2 separate regions of the Anas platyrhynchos genome follow, and region 1 is linked to region 2. The links are chromatin contacts, called in public Hi-C maps. All regions are on one chromosome and are shown on one strand. The core of a region is the stretch at or near the end of the contact, and the rest is flanking DNA. Distances in the headings are between cores, read along the strand shown.

Evidence for each region. Hi-C and Micro-C count contacts between places; a contact is called where the count stands out from the background.
Region 1: a Hi-C map of liver shows a contact between it and region 2, with 2.1 times the contacts expected there. The contact joins two enhancer-like sites. A contact is called at or near these places in 3 of 8 Hi-C or Micro-C datasets (liver, skeletal muscle and subcutaneous adipose tissue).

What each region holds. Positions count from the first base shown.
Region 1 is chr14:14,078,841-14,081,540 of IASCAAS_PekinDuck_T2T, forward strand. No RefSeq gene overlaps it. Among named protein-coding and RNA genes, the nearest start is that of FBXW11, 220 kb to the left of the region's middle. Within about 2 kb of position 1,376, at least 1 of the 8 cell types and tissues checked has an H3K27ac peak or open chromatin away from gene starts, as enhancers often do.
Region 2 is chr14:13,959,556-13,962,255 of IASCAAS_PekinDuck_T2T, forward strand. No RefSeq gene overlaps it. Among named protein-coding and RNA genes, the nearest start is that of FBXW11, 97 kb to the left of the region's middle. Within about 2 kb of position 1,401, at least 3 of the 8 cell types and tissues checked have an H3K27ac peak or open chromatin away from gene starts, as enhancers often do.

The DNA.
Region 1 (2,700 bases), core at 126-2,625, 120 kb after region 2:
GCGTAATGATGATAATTGATGTTTTAAAACCGGTAAGGTCACTGATCACTGACTGCTACGTTTATTTGGCAGCCAGCTCAGCAGTATGAACAATTAACACAAAATGAAGCAAAAATGTCCTGTCCTGCTCCCTGGCCCGATAGCAGACTGGGTGCCTCGTTGAAACACGATGCTGTTCACACGACTCCTTTGTCACAGCGTTTGGTGATTATGCTCTCTAGCCAGGTGGGCTGTGCAGCAGTGTAGGAGGGGGTCACACCTGAGCCACGTAGCCAAACTCTAAATTTCTGACACTGCAGGTTTGGTCATGATGAGTTCATCACGCTGTTTGCTACTATTATCCCCTTTTTTTCTTTGGATGTGTGCAGGTTCACAGAGCGAAGGTATCAGTGGCCGTAAGGAATGCAGGTCCCCTTTACCAGTTGTTCTGCCAGCCTTGAATGTTTGTCAGGTATTTCAGACAGGAAAGTTCAGGGAGCTTTTCCTCAGTGTGGTGCAAATCCTGCTGCTAAGAAAGGAGCCCAGGAAGATAACCTGCCTCTTCCCATGTTCAGCATTTCCCAGCTGATGTGAACCTCAGTCATGTGGATTCAACTACTGGCTCTGCAATGCTACCCGAAGATAAGGCGGTAACAACTCATTTGTATCCCCAAATGATACAAACCAGAAGCAGATCTCACCATTTGTAAGTGGCTCCCTATCGGAGGGGGACTAGAGGTGAGAATAACTGTGCTGACTGCCAGCTCAGAGCTTCAGTGATTAATACTGGTAAATCCTTCAAACCGTATAAACAGAAAGACAGCATTGTGCATAGTCCTTGGTACAGGCTCTGTGCCATTCACTTGCAGTGTTCCTAATGCATCTCTGAAATTAAACTATATTTAGTTCTTTGTGCAAGAAATTAATGTGGATTTATATATGTACTTGCGCTTCCATGTTCAGGAGGGAGAGATGAGTACTCTCCTCTTGGAAGTGGAGATTACTTCATGCACAGCTTTTTGGCGAGTAAAAATAGATTTATTCTATTTTTGCATGTTCATCTGATTCAGTGCTGAAATCTCTGAAGCAAATGCAGCAGCCCCAGTTGCATTCAGCTCAGGATCATGTTCTGAATGATGATGAAAGAGCAGAAATGTGTTACGCTACACTAAATAAAAGGGAGGGGTTGGAGGAGGGTATTGAACACTGAGTTTGCTCATTTGATTTGTAAGCATATGAAATAGCCTGCCAGTTTCTTCAGCTAAGCACATAAATTACTTATATCGTGGTTGTGTGTTCTCTGTGCTTGCTGTTATCATTGGAAGCAGTTTTATCAGACTCCAGTCCCCACGGTACTTCAGAAAGTTGTAAGAGTGCAAAGCTATCTGAAGGTCGTTTGCAATCTTAACTTGAATTACTTAGAAATTACTAGCTGCTGTCAGCTGCTATAACAGTGCTGATATGTATCATAGGAGTTGTACGGTGACATGGGAGATGTACTGAAGGTATCTGAAACAGAAGCAAAATGTGTGGCTTTTGTGTGTAGGCAGGAGGATATTTCACTGTCAGCTCTGAACACGATCCCTGTACGGCAAGGCGCGGTGACTCCCTACTCATGGAGGCTGCTGACAGTGAGACAGGCACTTGGAAATTCGTCTTCTCCAAGGATTTCATAGGCAGATGGCAGATTTCCAGGAGTAATCTGCTGGGGCCGGGCGGGAGACGCATTGAAATAGCCTTGGTTTCGTGCCAGTTGACTGGCAGCGGAACAAGATTCTCCAGGGAGGCTGTTCGGCCTCCATCCCTGGGAGGTTTTCAAGACCAGAGTGGTCGAAGTCTGGAGAAACCTGCTCTGGTCTCATAGCTGACCTGCTCTGAGCAGGAGGTTGGACCAGAGGACCTCGTGAGGTCATTTCCAACCCAAATAATGCTGTGATAAGCTGCAGAGTAGGTTTGGCTTTAGTCGGAGGGATTTGTTGGAAGAGCAGGTGGGAGAGGATGTCGTAGGAAGCCCCCTCCTTCCTTTGAGTCAACATGAAGTCACTCATACTGCCTTGAGGAGTTCACCCTGTGTGTGCATCCACACCACGGGTATGACCAAGGAAACCCTAACACACCTTGTGTTGAAGCTGCTGAAGTCCCTGCTTGGGGTTCTCAGCTCCCGTAGGGGTGAAGCTGTGCTGCCTCAGCAGCAGAGGACAGAGCTGCTTGGTACTTACCTCCAGCTCCTGCATCCACCAGGACGCTGGCAAGCTCTCTGGTGACAGATATGTGTCGTGGTTGCCTGCGTGATCTCCTCTTCAGTCACAGGCCCTTGGAACCTAGTGTGTATCAACAGTAAATAGTTGAAGAGCAGAGAGCAAAAACCCTGAATTTGTATCTGTGGGGCACTTCTAGGGAATTACTGACAGCTACAATGCTTTCTGTATCTGATAGGACTGTGTTTTGTCACCTAGCGCCTAGCTAATAAGCCACAAAAGCTAATTATGACATAAAAGCGAGGTCACATCTGACCTGGTCCCACCCCCTGCATCAGTTTGCAGGCAGGTGCTGGCTGTGGGACCCTCGTGGCACAGGCTGTGTCAGGGCAGCAGCAGCCCCGTGCAGGTGAGGGCACACCTCAGGCTTCCCCCCCATTTCTGTGCCCCCCCCCCCCAAAGCTCTCGCGTTGCCCTCAGCTGCTGTCTGCAGGGAAGGCACCGGAGTGGCTGCAAACTACCA
Region 2 (2,700 bases), core at 151-2,650:
TAAGAAGCAAGATTTTCCTACAATGCTTTTGCTGTCCTTCAGTTATATGAATGGAGGGGACTACAAACATTTTTGGGTAACATAAAAATTTAGCTGTTAGTGATTTTTTAAAAACTAACTCATTAAGTGTGGCTGAATTTAATTTCTTACTCAGACTGTAAATCTTTCCCCTCTGTCTATCTCTAGCCCACTTCATCTTACTTCAGCACTTCCTGCTAGGTATATGTGGTGTTCACAAGACAGTGTTATTCCACAATGACTAAGTTGTCCTGAAGTGTGTTATGGTTTAATAACAACAGGAATTAGGTTTGCTGCTACCAAAACCATTTTATTATGACACATCCAAAGACATAAAACTCTCTTGTGCAATAATAAAGGAAAAAAAAAAAGCTCTTTCCATCCACTTGTACAAAAGAAGCCTCAAGAGATTAGTACCATAATAAGAAGAAAACAAACATGATTCAGTTTAGAAAAATGTAGCTAATATGTCTAAAGGAAAATGCAAGTACTTAATCAGACAGAGAGAAATTTGGGAAGCAGTATTATTGGACATGACCTGTGATTAATGGGCAGACAGAAAATCAAATATTAAATAGATAATTATGCTTTATGCTGAGATGGCACTGCCGTTGTGAGATTTGAGGTATCATATTCAGTTGCGTGTATTCCAGTTGGGTGGAAGATGTGAATGAGTCAGTGAAGATTAAATAGCCTTAAAAATAATCAGATGAGGAAGATTAAAAAAAAAAAAAAAAAGGTGGGGGAGAGGGAATAATTAATAAGAAAGCAAGTATTGAGAATTTGGCTAAGTGATGGCACAAGGAAGCGTGAAGGAGCTCAAATATACAAAAAGCTTAAAAGGGAAGAGGAACCGTACAATGCAACATGAGATGGAATCTGAAAGTGAGAGAAAAGATAATTTTGGGTCAACTAGAAAAAGAGGACTGGAACATCTCAAGACTTTAAAAAAAAAAAAAAAAGAAAGAAAAAAGAAAAAAAAAAAAAAGAAAAAACCCTGCATTTTATTTAAACCAAACACATTAAAGTGCTGGGAAACATTAGACTAAACAACTTGATTAACAGTTGGGCAGGAGGCAGGGAGAAGGGATAAGAATGGAGAAATTAGGTCAGTCTTATACATCTCTAATTTCAGGGCTGATTCAGGCTCATCTCACTAATGTGCTTGGGGTTATCTTGTCTGAACGTCAGTGGATTGAAAGGTTGGGTCAAGTTTAGAGAAGTTTATCTGAGTTCTCTCATAGAACTGCTGTGAACTTTAAACTGGGGCAGATAAGGGGTTGCTGCCTTTGGAAAGCTTCCTAGTTACTCAAAGGTTTGAAACAGAGGATAGAACTTCCTCTTGTCATCAGCCCTTTCAGTCTTAAACAACTAAGAGCTATACCCTCAGGGCTACTGTGGATGCTGAGTTAAGGCTACCCTTTTTAGTTAACCAAGATAAATCTGTAACGTACAGTGACAAAAGTAAGCACAAGCTTCCTTCTGTTTTGTCACTGTGCCCACTCTGGCTCAATATCAGAGATGAAAAAATGTGAAGTTACGTATTATTGATAGTAAAGTGTTAATGGGATCTTTTCAGACCTTACAGTGAAAGGTTCATTTTGGTTCACTTCTTATTTTCTCCAGCCTATTTGCACAGCTTTCCTTGTTACGCAGGGTATCAGACAAAAATGCTAATGCTTGAGAAGTGTTCTGCTTGCTTGTGACCTCTGTTTCACCTGAGTAGGAGCCACGGAGAAATACAACCAAACGTTTTCAGGAGCCTCCATAGCACAGGAACTGAGCCACATGACCTGCAAGTCTCCCGGTCAGTGGACTTCGTACGGGCCGACACGGAGGCAGACGGGAAGTGAGAGTTCACTGAGAAACAACACATCCGCGCCGGTGCGCCGAGGTGCGGGATGCCAGCCTGAATTCCTGACGTGTTAGCGTTCGAGCCGCAGGCTACTGCCAATGGCTCTCCGGCCAAGCCAGGCCAAACAAAAAGTTCCTCTTGAATGTTAAAATTAGAAATAAGATATTACTCAGTTGGATATCACAATAGCAGCGGTTGCTCACACTTACTCACGATTGTTCTAACAGGTTTAGGGCTGACTCCATCCCCTCCTTTCCAGAGGGTGCAGGACTTGACCCTATCTTGAACTCTCACCATTCTCTTCTAATATGGTAGTGCGGAGTCCGCAACAATGAAACAGTGATGCTTTGTTTCCTTGAACTTCTTAAGAAACAAGGGTCAATTTTTAATTGCCTGTTAAAAGCCTGTTTTGACAGTGCTTTGAAACTGTCAGGTAGATGCATCTGTTTCACTTACATTTGTCTGGGGACAGGGATGTAAAGAAAGGGGACAAGCAGACAGGGGAAAACAGGTCAGCAGAGCTTGGTGTACTATGCGGTTGTCTGGTATAACAAACAAATGACTTAGAGATGGGTAATATCCTAAAGTTTCACATTTGTAGAACAGAAAGACTCTCTGTTCTGTTAGTAGCATGATAAAAGGCATTCTTCATGAGTGAAAATCATTTGTACTAACATGCAGGACTTTGGGAAGGGGCAGACAGAAGGACAGGACATACCCATAGAGCACTTGTTTCTTTGTTTTGTTTTCTATCTCTTAGTTTCAGGTCTTTGTTTCTCCAGCATTGGTTACATATCTAATACCACAGATCTTTGATGTAGAAGGCA